2 separate regions of the Pungitius pungitius genome follow, and region 2 is linked to region 1. Evidence: chromatin contacts called from public Hi-C data. All regions are on one chromosome and are shown on one strand. The core of a region is the stretch at or near the end of the contact, and the rest is flanking DNA. Distances in the headings are between cores, read along the strand shown.

Evidence for each region. Hi-C and Micro-C count contacts between places; a contact is called where the count stands out from the background.
Region 2: a contact with region 1 is called in a Hi-C map of muscle, with 2.5 times the contacts expected there. The contact joins the promoter of LOC119215636 here to the promoter of LOC119215708 in region 1. A contact is called at or near these places in 2 of 2 Hi-C or Micro-C datasets (both in muscle).

What each region holds. Positions count from the first base shown.
Region 1 is chr16:14,273,313-14,281,243 of fPunPun2.1, reverse strand. It overlaps LOC119215708 (glucocorticoid receptor-like), which reads right to left and starts at 3,822. Exons shown (of 8, transcript XM_062558207.1): 1 at 3,042-3,822; 2 at 1,162-2,396. The coding sequence starts at 2,387. It overlaps LOC119215710 (a long non-coding RNA gene), which reads left to right and starts at 4,143. Exons shown (of 3, transcript XR_005120058.2): 1 at 4,143-4,398; 2 at 5,995-6,231; 3 at 6,848-7,172.
Region 2 is chr16:14,443,637-14,451,567 of fPunPun2.1, reverse strand. It overlaps LOC119215636 (NEDD4 family-interacting protein 1-like), which reads left to right and starts at 3,103. Exons shown (of 8, transcript XM_037467940.2): 1 at 3,103-3,310; 2 at 4,496-4,583; 3 at 4,994-5,124; 4 at 6,255-6,323; 5 at 6,806-6,893; 6 at 7,036-7,160; 7 at 7,357-7,423; 8 at 7,633-7,931. The coding sequence starts at 3,281. The coding sequence ends at 7,736. It overlaps endou2 (endonuclease, polyU-specific 2), which reads left to right. Exons shown (of 6, transcript XM_037467741.2): 1 at 1-17; 2 at 377-482; 3 at 725-846; 4 at 1,058-1,170; 5 at 1,503-1,656; 6 at 1,939-2,327. The coding sequence ends at 2,193.

The DNA of each region.
Region 1 (7,931 bases), core at 2,573-5,072:
TTTTTAACGTTTCAGAGAGCCCGCGCCCCGCACCACAGGCCCACAGCATGAAAACACACAACATGCTGGTGCAACAAGGATCTCCATACCAGCTCTGCTCTGAACGTGTTTCTACAAACCACATTTTTGTTGTTTGGATAACTTACAAAACACCCAGAAAGGAGCACTACATAAAGTGATTGCTATTTCAGCTCACAAGTGTGACATCGCCGCAAGCACAACAAGCCGTGGTCACAGAGAAGCTCATAACACAGCAAGTACATATCTCTCTTCAAGTTATCAGATCCAAGCTGAAGCGAGGCGTGTCCAAGCAGACATTTTCTCACCGTCCACGTGCTGCGTGAACACTACTTTTTTTGTCGTTTCCCTCCCGCTAAACATCACCATACTGCATCCTCAGAAATGCCCATATCATGTTTTCTCAATGAGTCATTTCCTGTAGAAATAACACAGTTACGCAACTGTGATATCTTTACAACGAGCACCGTTTCACTACACAATTTTGGAAAAATACCAGAGGGCGCAGCATTGAGAAATGATGATGAGATACTGTGTAGGAGAACAGCTTCACTTCAACTGAACTAATTATAGTCTCTTCCTGTATTGAACTGTATTTTCTTTTAGCGACAGTTTCTTTGTAACCTGGCAACTAATTAATCACCTTATGCGTCTTCTCTGAATATATTTGTGTAAATAAAAGGCTTGTTTATTTCTGCAATACACTCGTCATGGCACTCGTGAAATGTGGTTGAATTGGAGAAATGTGCGTCCTGCTGTGCCTCCCGACCCAGGGGTGCTAGCGCTTCCCTCACAAAAGAAAATACACAACAACACCTGTGAGAACTCTGGGGGCTTATTGAGAGGATGTTTCTTTTGTGCTCGAATCACACAGACTTGGGCATGAACTCTGAAACGCACAGACTGCTTTCGTTTACCAAATTGGTATTTTATTTAATCAAAAGAAAATCAAATGCCTTTTACTCTGATTGGTGCCCTTCTAAAATGTACTCCACAGATTTCAGTTTTCAACCATCAAGTCAAAGCGAAGAATCCCATTTAAAGTGTGGCCTTGGGGGCCAGACTGCTAACAGCTTGAGGACATTTTTATTTATATATTTTTTTATCCCACCACAGAAAACAAGGCCGATTGAGGAGACGTACCTGGAGAAGCCGACAGAAAAGGTTGACAGGGCTGCAGCGGAGGGGAGCCCATCGTCGGCCCTCTGTGACACGGCCGTCTCTCCGAACCTGCTCCCCCGGGCCCAGCTCTCCCCCGCCAGAGGCAGGGTCGGGTACAGTCCAAAAGGCTCCTGGTCCGCTGGACCTACGGCGGAGGACGGGCTGGCTCTGTAGTGGTAGCTAGATCCTACTCCCAAGCCCAGAGGCGAGGACATGGGGCCTCCCCCGTGGTGGGAGCTCATGCTGCTCTGGAGACACTGCTCCTGGCAGAAGCCAGCGCTGTCCTGCTTCTCCTGTTTGACCACACCGGGGGTCCGGATGTGGATGAAGGAGTCGTCCGGGTCCTTCTCTTCCTTGATCATGACGCTGGAGAGAAGGGAGGCGGGCTGCTGCTGCTGCTGTAGTTGGAGCTGATGCTGCTGGTGCAGGTGGTGCCGATGGTGCACCGGGTGGTGATGCGGATCCGAGCCATTGACGCCGGTGGAGTTCAATTCGTTGCCCACGAGGAGGTTTGGCTCCTTCAGCAAGCCGCTGACCGACCCACCATCACCACCGGCCCCCCTGCTGTCATGTAGGATGTTATCCAAGTGTGCCACCTCTGAATCCAAATCAAAATCGCTGATTTCTGGCAGGGTGTTGGGAAGGTCCAGGTCTTGCCAAATCTCGATATCCTCCATTTGGCGACTGCAGTTGCCATCCAAATCACAGGAACCAGGGCCCGTGTGCCCGCGGTAAGTTTCCAGGTCTTCATCCGGAGAAAAATTTGCCTCCTGCTTGATGTGCTGGGGGAAAAGGTTCGGCAGGGGGAGGTTGCCGAGGATGGAGGAGACCGAGGCGCTTATGACCGAGGTGGCCGCCTGGTCGAGATCGGGGACGCCGTGTTTCGGCAGCGGCCCGGTGCCCTCGGCGTTGAATCGGACAATATCCTGGTGCTGCTTCTGCATGCTAATGGCTTTGCCCTCCTCGGGGTCGGAGCCCTCAAACGGGACACGGTGCTGAGGGGAGTCAAAGAGGCCTCCGGGATCCCCCCGGTTCTTGTTTCCACACCTTCCGTTTAGGCCCGCTGCGGGCTGGGCCAGGGACCCTTGGCCCGGCCGGTGCGTGGCGGGCTGCAGCGCTGGACCAGCTGTGTCACCTGCGGCTGTCGTCCCCCCAAATGTCAGGCTGTCGTCTCGATTACCGGTGCGCTTCAGTTCACCCTGATCCATTTCTTTGTCCTGATGGGACGGCGAGTGAAAGGAGTGCGCAGCAGAGAGCACATGCACAGAGAGAGAGGGGGAGAGAGAGAGAGAGGGAGAGACATTGTTAGATTAAAAGAGTTGATATAAGATGATACATACAGAGCGGCAAGATACGTTTATGAATACACACACACATCAGTTTTTCAGTTAATTCACTGTGATATACATACGTCTTCGGCATTGCACTAATGGCCAATTACGCATCTGCCTTTTTCTTATTATTTCTATTTATAATTTTAAACTAATGACAGCAGTCCTGTTTATTAAATTTCACCCACACTGGAGAAACATGGCGGAGGCAGGAAAAGGGAAAAGAGCCGTTACATAACATGACTACAATGCTCATGTTATTTCTTTGAACTGTGCCCTCGAATCATCTCGTGCGTCGTGAAGTGCCAACGAGGCCCAGACACCACTTATGTAACAGCCAGTGACAATCCCGCGTACAGACAAGCGTGTGTGGAGCCACACACACATCTGTCAAAGGGAGATTAGCGCACAAGTCTCTGGGGCGTTTGCGGCGGCCACCAATAGCTGTCCATCTGCACGTGCAAAAGAGCGCAAATAAACAATTCGGTCGAGAGGACATTTAAATGCAATTAAACGAACGCAAGCGCATACCGTGTGGCGACAGCGTGTGCAAAGAAACGCTCTGCGCGGTGTTTGTACTGCGGCTGCCTCCTTTTATGCGCATTAGAAGCCAGGCAAGCGGTCACATTTTCAAAGTTTGCGCCAGCGCCGCCGACTAAATATCACAACACGAGCCCATATTTCACCTGAACTTCTGCAAAGCGCGCACGTTAAACTCAACTTTTCATTTTAAACAAACGTCGCCTCCGAATGGACGCATTGACGAAAGGTAAATACGGCCGCACCATTTCCTGTGCGCGTGTGTTGCGCCAAACAGCGGCCCCGTGCAAAACTTATATAAATAGTTTGTTTTATGTATATCCCTGGAGGAGCCGTTTGTAACGCGTAATGTTACCACTGCATCCAGGCAATCCAAGCGCAATATTTCCTAGTTGAGATTTCTGCTGTAATGAAATTTTAATGGAAGGTAATGCCGTTCTTTAGATATTTATCGAAGCCCCCGCCCACAAAAGTTTGTTTTTTTTTAACAGACTTTCTTTCCCCCCACCGAACGAGCATGACACATCTTAACAGCGTTAGTGCAACCTGTTGGCTACCGCGGGAAATTGCACCGATCGCATGCGCACAGGCGCAGATAAGCCGCCGTTATGTGCAAACCGCTTCTCTCTCTCTACCTCTCTACCTCTATTTCTCTCTTGCAGGAAAAATAAGCCGGTTGCTCCGTGCGCCTGGTGGGGTTGAGTCGGCGGGGTCGCGCAGAGCGCGGTTTGTCAGTGCGCCTACCACGCAGCACCGGGCGCGCTCATAGTCGGCCTACTTTGGGGACGGCGGGGGGGGGGGGGGGGGGAGTTGGAAGAGAAGACAACCAGCATTTCCCTCCCACGATAATTCTCCAGCCGCGGAACAAGTGGTCGCAGTAAATATGCAGTTCGTACCTGTAGCGAGAGGATGCTCCCCCACTCCCCAACACACACACACACACACACCCCGTTTAGGTCTCCAGTCGGTCCAAGTTGGAAAACATATGAGAAATGACGCGACGTCCACACGCACACGCTCACACACTCACACACTTCATTAAACCCGCGTCCTTGCAGCAATGTTGCGCGGGGAAATGTCATCTGGGTGTGTGTCCGCCGTGCTCTCCGCGCGACAGGAAAACATCGCCCAGCAATATCAGCTGTTTAAAAAAAAAAAAAAAAACTAAAGTCAACAACGTCGCTGACCTAGCTGGCGCTGTCGAGGTCCACGGTGTGCGCCGTTCTGGACGATCTGTCGGGAACTTTTAACGCAAGTCACCGGCGTGACGTGATGGCGATATCAGGATTATTCCGCAATGACTCCACGGATCTGCGCCGCGATATTCTGCTCTTGCGCCATTAAACCCGTGAGTACATCAAAGTTATATAATAGAGCCCCGCTGCCCTGGCGCACTCAACTGAAAACTCAGGCAGGGCAGGGCGGACAGTTAGTGAAACGCCGTCAAGCCGGAGGTGGCGAGTTGAGCGCTTCCGTCTTGGTCTTTCAGAATAAAAGCCCCGTCGTTGCCGTCGTCGACGCGAGTAAAACGGTTAGAGTGTGAAAAATGAAGCGGGCTGAGCACTTTTTTTAAGCGAAGGTTTTACCTTAAAGGTCAGTTTTGGCCCAACAGCCGGAACGTTTGCGTTTTTCTAATAATTTCAGCTTTTTAATGCGCGCATTCTTTAGCTTTTATTCCACAGCAGAAATAGCTCTGTTTTCGGTCCCCTTGTCTTGTGTGTGTGGCAGCTTGACGCGGCTGTTAGTTTGACACTTGCCTGTGAACGCCCCTTTCCCTATTGAATCTCTCTGCTGAGGAATCTGTCAGAACGTGTCTCCGTAGGCCTTTGCGACCACCTAAGTTAGCACACAACCCATTATAGCTTTGGGTTCCCTTTTAGCGGTCAAATAAAGAACATGGGGAGGGGGGCTGTTTTTAATCCAGCTAAAGAAAGTAATCACGGTTATCCAATAGAATCCAAAGTTTCATAAACTGCTTGATTGTTATCTCCTAAACTCTGAAATGAATAACAAATACAGCTCTGTTTCCCTCGAGATCTGCCACGTATTCCGATTGAATCGTTTTTGGTCCCGAGAGGTCTTGATTCACCAAAGGGCTGGTTGAGAGCCACTTGAGAAGTTGTGAATGACTGCCACCTTGAGAGATCCTTAAGCATGCGAGTATAACTCGCCACCCAAAATGTTATGACGTGTTTTAGCAGCAGATGATTAGCCGTGAACGGAGAAAAGTGCACACCCCGCCGGGGAGAGAACAACGACATTAATAACCGCTCAGGGAAGATATTTCTCTGCTCTTTTCTCTGAGTTTAAAATGGGAAGCGCAACCTGGGAGTGAGGGGTCAAAGGTCAAGTGGACGGTCAGCAAGCACTGCTGAAACTTCAAGCATGAACATGATTTATAATCTCTTAAATGAAAAGTCCCCCTCCCCCCCCATACATAATGTGCAGGTCAATAGGTCCATTGTTTTTTCAAACAAATATACAATGACATTAAATGAAATGTTTTGCATTGTTCAAATAATGTATGGATTATCTAAACTCATCTTAAAAATTAAATTATATCAATTAAATTCAATGAATTTTATTCATTCATATTTGCCCTAGAGGGCTTACAGTCTGTACACATGCAACATCGTCTGTCCCGAAACCCTCACATCGGCACAGGGATGATCAACTTATTGTTTCAGAACTACAGAATACAAATGACAAATCACAATATTTACAAATATAAGAGGCAAAGAGAGCCATCCTGAATGATGTGACTTTGCAGCTTCAGTTATAATATTTTGGTCCAAATCCCTTTAATGCATTTAAAGGACCTCCTCGAGTCCAACGTGAACGGACGGATGACCTATCAGTAAAATGAAGTCTATTTTATTTCTGTTGCTCACCCTCAACAAGACAAGGTCTTCAGTTTGACATTCATTTTCTTTTATGATGGCAGAGTGAACCAGAACAAGCAGGCATTCAAGCTTTGCCTTTATGCAGAGTCAACCTGGGGTGACGAAGAAGAAGACGAAAAAGAAGAAGATGGAGAGGAAGGGACGTGGACAGTCCAGACTGTGCAGACCAGCCCAGACGCTCCGTGTTGTTCCATCTTCCAGAAAAGAAACAAAGATGGGTAGTTGCAAACCAACAGGCCAGAAAAAGAAAGAAGAAGAAGGAGGAAGGGAGGGGAGGGGTAGGTTAGGCCCTCCATGCAAGTCGTTCGATTAGAAGGAGCCCAGAGTGTCCCGTGCATGTGGATCTCTCATTAGGAGCCAGCGTGGCCGCAGAGAGGCGGGAGCTCCCCGAGGGGCCCTGGGCAAACCACACTGTTCTCAAAACATCGCAGGGAACACTGCGAGTTTTTAATTGGACGCGTAGCGATAAACGACAGAAAAACACTGGACGCGTGGCGCTTCACGTGCGCGTTGTGTACGTGCAGACTGAGAGCTACGCAGGTTGTGTAGTACGACGCGCTCACGTGGGCATCCGTGGTTTTTTGCGCTGCGGAGGGGACCTCAACGTGAATATTCATTAATGTGCACTCACATGACTGATAGAGGCCAAAGTTTGGGTTTCAAATGTCCCGGGGTATAACACTGACCTTTTGGTCCCCGAGCAGAGGCAGGTGGCCTACACGTTGTCTACGCACACGCACAGACACACACGTTCGCGCGCACTGTTAGCTGTCCATTTGCTTTCATAAGAACCTGAGTGAATTACAAGTAAAGGTCAGCATGTGGTTTCCATCACGTCGCGTGGAGGTTGCATCCATTTGGTTGTATTTGCTGAGCTTTTGATTTATCTTTCAGACACTTCTGCCGTCACCCCAAATACAACAGCGGTGAAAGGAACATGTAGGTCTTTGCAGCTGCAGCAGAGAGGACGTCGTTTTGAAGGCCAACCAAGGAGATCAGCATCTCTCCACCAAACCCCAATGGGATTCTTACATTGGATTGTAGTAATGCATAGAAAATAAACTCATTCATATCAACACATTGTGTTTTTCCCATTAGGGAGTGCTACATCGTCAGCATACATAACCTTTGAAATTGGACACCAGCATCAGCCAGAGATGAGGCATTTTATTTGCTTTCACAAGCCTACATGTAGGACGGGTACCAAACGCGCTATTGAACGTGCTCCGGGGCCTAAAATGTTGGCACGCTAGAATTGGTAAGCAGCGTTGTTGGGGCGCTTGCGTTTTAGTGTAATTTACTGTGACACTGCAGCACCTCTCTTTGTCACAAACACACACACAAGTCAGCGAGCAGCAGTGCAGAGTCGCGGTGACGAAAAACTATGATTGCTGACAATGACAGATGTTTGTGTCTTTTAGTCTTCATTAACTTAATTGAGGAATATATATAAGTCATTTTTAACCCCCCCCCCCCCCCCCAGAGATTCAGTAGTCTGATCTGCCACTCGGCCATGACGATGACAGGAGGCCGAACAGTGAAACAACAAACTCTGTGTGTGCTGTTTGAAGCCAGCCTGCTGCAGGCCTCTGAGGGGGCATCATATCATCAATACAATCCAAAACAGGAACACGTCCAAACTCTCTGAGCTGCTACTTTGCTGTCAATGAAGGTAATGGCTGGAAACATATTTGTTTTACCCCCCCCCCCCCCCCCCTCGACCCAAGGCTCTAACGCCGCAGGATGACCATTTACCCAACGGTCCAATGAATGAGCTCCGCTTTTCTTACATGCTATTAGTATAACATACAACATTATACAGTATCTGCCACTTTTATTCTTAAAGTTATTATTGTGAAGAAAGCCTGCGCAGTTCGTCTTTAATCACCAGTGAGGTCATCTCCAGTGTGGGTTTTCATTACATTTAGTCATTTCATGACGCCCTTTTTTTATTCTTAGTGCAATCTGCTTGCCCTTA
Region 2 (7,931 bases), core at 1,854-4,353, 170 kb before region 1:
ACAGGATCTCTCTGCAGGTGCAGCACACCTTACACGACGTCACACACACGTGGGGGAGGGGGCGGGGGGGGGCCTCGGCCGAGCTGCACAAAGCCACGGATCCCTTGTTTTCCCACCTCAGCATGAAAAGAGAGAAGAGAAGAGCCCTCGAGGCCTGCCCGGAGAGAGGGGGGAGGGGGGGGGGGACATGTGACAGAGGATTCTGTGGTGTGATGTGTTAAACCTTTCTGTGCCCTCTGCGCGTTTCTTTTTTACTTGTAGGTGGTTTGGTGCAGTAAACGTGGAGCTCTGACAATGTGTAAAAAACACCCATTTGATACGTGCCCCGGGTATTTGCACCAGTTGTGACGTTTGAGTGGTTGTCGTCCCGCTGCAGGGCAAAGCAGGAGACAGCATGTGCGCGAACGACGACAACGACGGGGCAGGGTCTCCTCTGTTTACGTTTGTCGACGAGAACACGTTCAAAAAGGAGACTTTTTTAGGTGAGTGCATTCAAAAAGGGACGCTTGTTTGACTTGACTTTGTTTGTCGACTCCCTTCAGACCCGAAAGCCCCTCTCCATCCGCTCATAATCTCCTCATGACGGACAGTGGCACGTTGCATAACTGCTTTTCCCTTTTACACTGTACTAAGATCATGGTTTTGCTTTGTTTGTATTGTCTCCATGTCCCATTCTGAGGCCAAATCCCCTTTTTGAAGAGCGAGTTTGTTTGTTTTCCCGCAGCTTTCATCTCCCTGTTGGATAACTATGTGAGTGACACCGGCGAGCCAGAAATCGTGACCCCCGAGGAGGTGGTGGAGAACCACAAATTCCTGGACTCCATCATTCAGACTCCCACCATGAAGGTACCCGAGGGGCTCTTCTGACAAACTCTCGCTGTGCCCTTTTCAAAAGGCTCATTTCTCCTTACACATTGACGACAACTCAATACGCTTTCACTCTTTGGAATATTTATACAACCAAACTAACGTTCACAATGATTGGATTATTTATAATGTATTACTTTATAGAACCACGAACGGAAACATTTCATCGTGAACTCCTGCTTGTTTGCAGATAGCTCATAAATACCTGGTAGAGAAGAACCTCTCTCCAAAGGATGATACGAAATTCAAGGAGCAGCTATACAGGATCTGGTTTGAACTTTATGCGAGGAGGGGATCCAGCAGGTAGGTGGAATCTGCCTCGGCACCTAAATATTACTTAATAACCAGTGGAATCTGACGCAACATCCACTCTGCGTCTCTGTGAGCTGCCAGTTTCAGGATGGAAACAGCCACTAAGGAGCCAATTTTGACCGAATGGCTCCATGAGCTAATACAACTTAGTCGGTTCAATCGATGCCGCTCTGCTAAGTTCCGAGGGATATGTCTCCATTTTTTAAAACGAACCAACAAGGAGCATTTCAGAATGACGCCGTCAGACCAAAAAAGGGACGCGGCTGCGTTGCGTCCCCACACAAAAGAATTCGGGAAATGACGTGCGTCCCGTCTCCCGCCAGGCCGGACTCCTCTGGATTCGAGCACGTGTTCGTCGGAGAGACCAGAGGCGGGAGGACTGTCATCGGCTTTCACAACTGGATCCAGCTGTACCTGCAGGAGAAGCTGGGTCACATCGACTACAAAGGCTACAGCGTCAGCGCCAATTCCCCCCAGGTGTGCACATCGCCACTCTTAAGTTGGACCTCACGATGGGAATGAATATGTATATATTCAGTACTACTGTAGCTGGATTGTTTTGTTCTCTCTATTCTCTTTTATCTTCTATTTTCAGATCATTTTTGTATATTTTTTTGCCACACTAGTCACCAGTTTGCAATTATCCTTGCAAGACAGCGCACGGCAAAGTATTTGCGTGGTGCACTGACCCCTTGGGACACCATCGTCTTTGATGTTGCTCTTTCATCCCCTGCCATTTATTCCTCTCTCTCACTGCAGCCCGACGAGAACAAACACATCCTGGCCCTCCAGTTCAGCTGGAAGGACGGCATAAAGCCCAAGGGCAGCATCTTCATCGGAGTCAGTCCCGAGTTCGAGTTCGCCCTCTACACCCTCTGCTTCCTCACCTCGCCCAACGAGCGCGTCAAAGTCCAGTTCAGTTCCTACGACGTGGAGATCGTTTGCCACCACTACAACCAAAAGCACATAGGCACCACTTACCCTGTGCTCCTTAGGTACCGGAAACCCACCTAGTAACTTCACTAAAGGCCAATATACCAATATATCACTTCTACATACAAAGTGCTGTAGGTATTGTTCATTTCATTTTCTTTTAGATGAAGATACATTAAAACCTTTCAAGACCAAACTGCATTCATTTTCATTGCACAGTGATGAATATTTTGAGAGTTTCTTTAAAAAGCAAGTGAGATATGCATGCTATAAGTCACATGCTAACTAGTGTAACCAAAAATGATTGGGGATATGTCTTTATCGTTTAAATAAGCCCAACAATAAAAACGGGAAAAAAGTGAAACATGAAAGTGATGAACGGAGCAATATGCCATTAACCATAAACCAATAACAGTTTTTGTAAGAGAGAGATATTCGTTTTGATAATTTTAATGTAATTTGATGCTCATATGTTTATGTATCTTCAATACATTTGTGAATGCAGGACTTTTCTTTAAACTTAGCATTTCAGTGGTATTTCTAAGGAACTCGAGTAATTATTCCACCAAAGGTGGTGACTTTTAACTTAGTGTGTGAATTTTTCTCGTTCTTACATTATTCTCGCTAATTCTTTTTTAATTATATTGATATTGGTTTCACTTTCTTCCAAACGGGGGCGGTAGAGGGTTTGTTATGGCCAATGACGTCAATCGTTTTGGGAAGCAAGACCTATCAAGCTAGACAGCATGACGAAGAAATCATACGGATAAGATTCCAAAACAAAATAAACAAATAAATAAAAAAATAAAATAAATTTCCAACGTCAAGATTTATTTTAAACATGTCTTCGTGTTACAGATTAAATAAATAAATACATTAGTACTTATGTAGGTGACATAGGTATTCACAAAACACAGCTTTTATTTACTGGTGAAAGTTTTAACTCTGGGCTTAATTTGAAAGAACGTCAACGCTAACCGGAAGCTTTGTATTTTACGCTAACCACACAATAGCTTGACAGTGGTGTGACCACTGAGCAGTCGAAGGAAAAAAGGTTTTCATCGTCGAGAAGATTTAGGTTAACAGTTATATAATTTTGTTTTGGTTTTGAGGTCCCACAGGCTTGTTCCTATCTCTGTTGTTGATTCCCGGCAGTTGTATAATCGGAATGGGCGAACCGAGCGGCAGATATCAGCAGGTATGGAAACACTCGACGTTATCGTCGGTCTCTTGACAGCTTAAAACTAGCTAACGTTACGTGTTTTGACATCACGTCGGCTTCGTGCTGTTAATTAAAAACGTCGACGCCTATCCAGGTGTGCCGGTCTCGTTGTGGCTGTCGTCAATTGAATCTGTTCGGGAATAGTCTCGTTTATTCTCAATCGGGTCTAAATGGCTTGACGCGAAACCAAAACGGTTGACGTTAACTGACGTTACGTTGGCCCGCTGAAGCTGATGCTACGCGAGCTCCGTCCATCGAACCGGAGAGCTATTGGCTATTTTTTCTTCCTCTTCTTTTAAAACTTGTAACTTCAATGCAGTTTTCTCTTCTGTGCTTGGGTCTCCTGACTTAATAAAACCCGCTAATTCCGATAACATGCCGACAACGTGCCTATCATTACGTTTTTCAGAGTGACCACGTCACGTGAGCGCATTTGTTTTGTATTATCAGTGGTTATCTATCTCTCATCGTTCCTTTATCTAATGAATGCGGGGGTATCATCATCTTTTCGCATGTCAGGGGGATCTTACCGACTAAGGGTTAAGAAATCATGGGAAATAGTCATTTGGAACTGCAGCAGTGACCAGTTGCTCTTGTCCCCATTTTCTCTCTAATGCAATCTAACAAACGTGTGGTGGGATTACATTTCCGTAGTAGGAAATACAGCATAAAATAAAATAAAGCGCCACCCACATCGAATGGAAAACCAAAGCGTATACATGTACATGTAAATACCTCTGCTAATCAAGGCTGCCACTAAGGTTTCTTTAGCCGATTAGTGGATTTCTTTTGTTGAAACCAGTGTTGCTAAGTAACCCTTGGTATTCAACCCTATATCACTGGTCTTTCCTGGCTGATGATCAAATGGGATGTCTTTTAAATTCCAGCTTAATCAAGAGGAAGGAGAGGCGGAGTCTGGTGACTCAAGCATGTGCTACTCTTACATTTACACGTTTATTTCTCATTTTCAATATTCTCTATGCTCAAACAACTTTTCAGATGATCCCTTCTGCTACCCTGTCAGTTCTTTTTACATTTCAATAATAGTGAAGCACTATATAGGCAGTGAGAAGCTTCTTTACCTAAAAGCAGCTACTGCTGACACACGTTCCCAGCACTAATGTTTTAATGAACCAGGATGTGGTTGTCCGCCCCCCCCAGCTGACCAATGAGGAGGACCCACAAGAGAGTCCATTGGTAGCAGCTGAATCTCCACCCCCCTACAGCAGCATCACAGGGGACAATGCCGGTGAGACCATCACTAACCCAGATGTTTCCCAGGTGCTGGGCTAATATGCAATGCTGGTACATAGAGATGCCGTATTTGTGTTTGTTGTCACAGGGCGAATCGAAGGAAACGAGGCATTTATGAAATCTTGAGCCAGTGAACAATAAGTTACTGTGGACTGTTCGAGAAAGAAACATACGGGCATTGTACAGGGTATTGCTCTTCAAGTTGGCCTCTTTGTGGGATATAATAGTTGACTCGTATGTATCTCACACGCCGGAGATTCTTCTTCTTTGCATAAGCAGCCATGTTATGGTTATCTAAAAAGCTTATTTGCTATCATAAAGGACTTGTCAGAAATTCTAGTTCAGAGATCATCTCAAAGTCTCACTTGTGCCTTTGTTTGTGAAACCGTGCCGTTTATTTTCCAGCCTTCTTTGACTACAAGGAAGACGGGGCTTTCCCCAATCCTCCATCATACAACGTAGCAACCACGCTGCCTTCCTATGATGAGGCAGAAAGAACCAAGACTGAGACTGCGGTTCCCCTGGCAACCGGAAGAGTGAGTATCTCACTTCTTTTTTTTTTTTTCCTTTAGCATTTTGTCTGTGGTCGCAGTTGATATGTGCACTGACGCACACCGTTGCTTCTGGTGCCCAAACACTTCCTGCGTTGTCTGCAAGGCAGGAAGTGGAAAAGCCTTTTCTCTTCTTCTGATTGTGTCTATTCGACATGACTGTTTTCTTCTGATTCGACATCAACGATGACTCATAATAAATGAGAATTCAGTAATAGCCCTCCTGTGTGAGAGTGCTTCTCTCTCCCAGGCCCCTCAACTACCCTTTGTGCACTTTGCACCTGCGTTTTGTTCTCAGTAGCTTCTGAGTATACTGTATATTGGTGCAGCATTCAAATTGTGAGGAGGGGGGCTTCAGACTTTGTTCTGCACTGTTGCCGGGTCGGCATTACATGTTGGAACCTGGGACCTAGCTTCATTTAGCCACAAAGGCTGATCCCTTACTACTCAAACATTGTTTATAAGCAGCATTGAGATGAATCCCTGTATTATCTACCTCACGGGGTAGTGTGGAAATAAGCAGGTAAATCTCCATTTTCAATTAGCTTTCCAGCTGTTGTTGTTCTGATGTTGTAATTTCCCTTGGCTGCAACCACTAAAAACCAAAGCCACAAACCTTTTATTACTCGTTGCATCTTTCAAAGAATGTGGTTCATTTTTGGTTGTATAGTTTTTTTGATATTACGCTTATTGCCAGTTTTCTAGATTATTGTTTAATGGCTCAATTTTGTTGGTTTGCGGTGAACCTTCTTCCTATTTTTGTGTCACAGTCTCGTTCAGTTACACAGGGCAAAGCGCACCGACAACCGGCAGGCTTTAACACGAAAGACTCCTCCATCCGAAAGTTATGAAGGGCCGTTTAGCACTTAACTCCTGAGACCCTCTCACGCACACTACTGAGACTAGTGTGCGTGAGAGTGTCTCAGTAGTTAAGTCCTGAAAGGCCCCTCGTAAAAACTAGACAACGTGCCCTCAGCCGCGACTCTCCGACGGCTCATTTCTGACCTCTAGTGGTCCCGTGATGCTCTTTACTTGACTGCATGTGGGGCCACCCTGTTTGATCTGCCGGTGTTGTGTTTCTCTGTCACACAACCGCCCTTTTGGCTCCGCACCAGCCGCAGCCTCAGCCTCAGCACAGGGAACGCCCGGAGACTTTTGACGATGTAATTCGCAGTTCACTGGAGGTAACTGGGAGGAGAGCGTACTTTGTGTGTGAACGCAGACATAATTAGTGTTGATGTGTTCGGTTCCTCACCCTTCCAGTGTGTGTGTGTGTGTGTGTGTGTGTGTTTAAAGTGCTTAGTAGATAGGTACACAACATCTACTGGTTCTCTTGTCCTCCATTTAATTTAACTGACTCCAGACCTTTCAGATAATGTGACACCGATGGTAATTTAAATGGGCTTGCTGTGTTGTGGTGGCTCCATTGTTCTCTTGGTTGTTTGTGTTGAATTTGCTCTGCTGAGCAGAGCTTGGTTTCCACTCCCATGTGCTTGCCCGTGCTCAATCACAACTCCCTTTGATGTCGGTCACGACTTTGCACTTGCAGAATCCTGAAGGAAGCGTTGTGACACACTTGATCCAAATGATAGATTTGTTGTTTTGAATGCCTAAACAAGTCAACTCCCCTCTCCTTTTGTTCCCTGTGTTGCTCTTTCTTTCCCAGGATGAAGACTTTGTGACCAGAGACGACTTTGAGGACGCTGATCAGCTGAGGATAGGAAATGACGGCATCTTCATGCTGACATTCTTCAGTTAGTTACTCAACCTACTCGTCCGTCTCTCTCTCCTCCACCCATTGTCCTTTTTTTCATCTCTTCTCTTCCTACATTTGTGCAGAAAGGACACCTTTTCCTTTTTGAGACATTTCTTTCTTTTTTTTCCACCTGTGTGCAGTGGCATTCCTGTTCAACTGGATCGGTTTCTTCATGTCTTTCTGTCTGACCACCTCAGCAGCTGGCCGCTATGGGGCCATCTCAGGCTTTGGCCTCTCCCTAATCAAATGGATCCTCATTGTCAGGGTAAACACACACACACGCACACGCACGCACACACGGACAAACCACTCAAAACACCACTCTGTAGTGGTTGGCTTTTTGACGCAGCACAATTTGTCAAGTTGTCTTGAGAAAAGCAAGAGCAGGACTTTTTGAGTTAAACCGTGGCAGGCCATATTTATTCTAAGTAGGCACCTCTGTCTTTCTGTTGGCTTTGTAGTTCTCCACATACTTCCCTGGTTACTTTGATGGACAGTACTGGCTATGGTGGGTCTTCCTGGTGTTGGGTAAGTAGAGAATTGAATGTGTTTGTCCTGCTTGTGACACATTTGTGCTCAGTTGTTACGGCTGTTATCCTGTTATAAAGCACATAGAGGGGAGAGCGTTTTTTCCCCCCCAACAGTAAATTCCTATTTTCCCATAGCACTAGATTAAATGACTGATCACTAGTGGCTGACTGGTTGTCTCACTTTCCCTTTTTCCTGTTGCTCTGCAGGCTTCTTGCTCTTCCTTCGAGGATTCATCAACTATGCCAGAATTCGCAAAATGGCCGACACTCTCTCCAACCTGCCCCGCACCAGAGTCCTCTTCATCTACTGAGCTCACAATCAGTTTTTCGTCGTCATTCTTTTCCTCCTTTTCAATGAAACATGCTGTCTGGTTTTATCCAATCACAACGGGAGAAAAGAAGGCGTTTCCCCCTCTGCTTGACATGATTTGGACAATACATCTGTTTTCCCCTTTTGGTGTAAAAAGGTGATATGCTGTAAAACTATTCAGTTGTTAGTGGTGTAC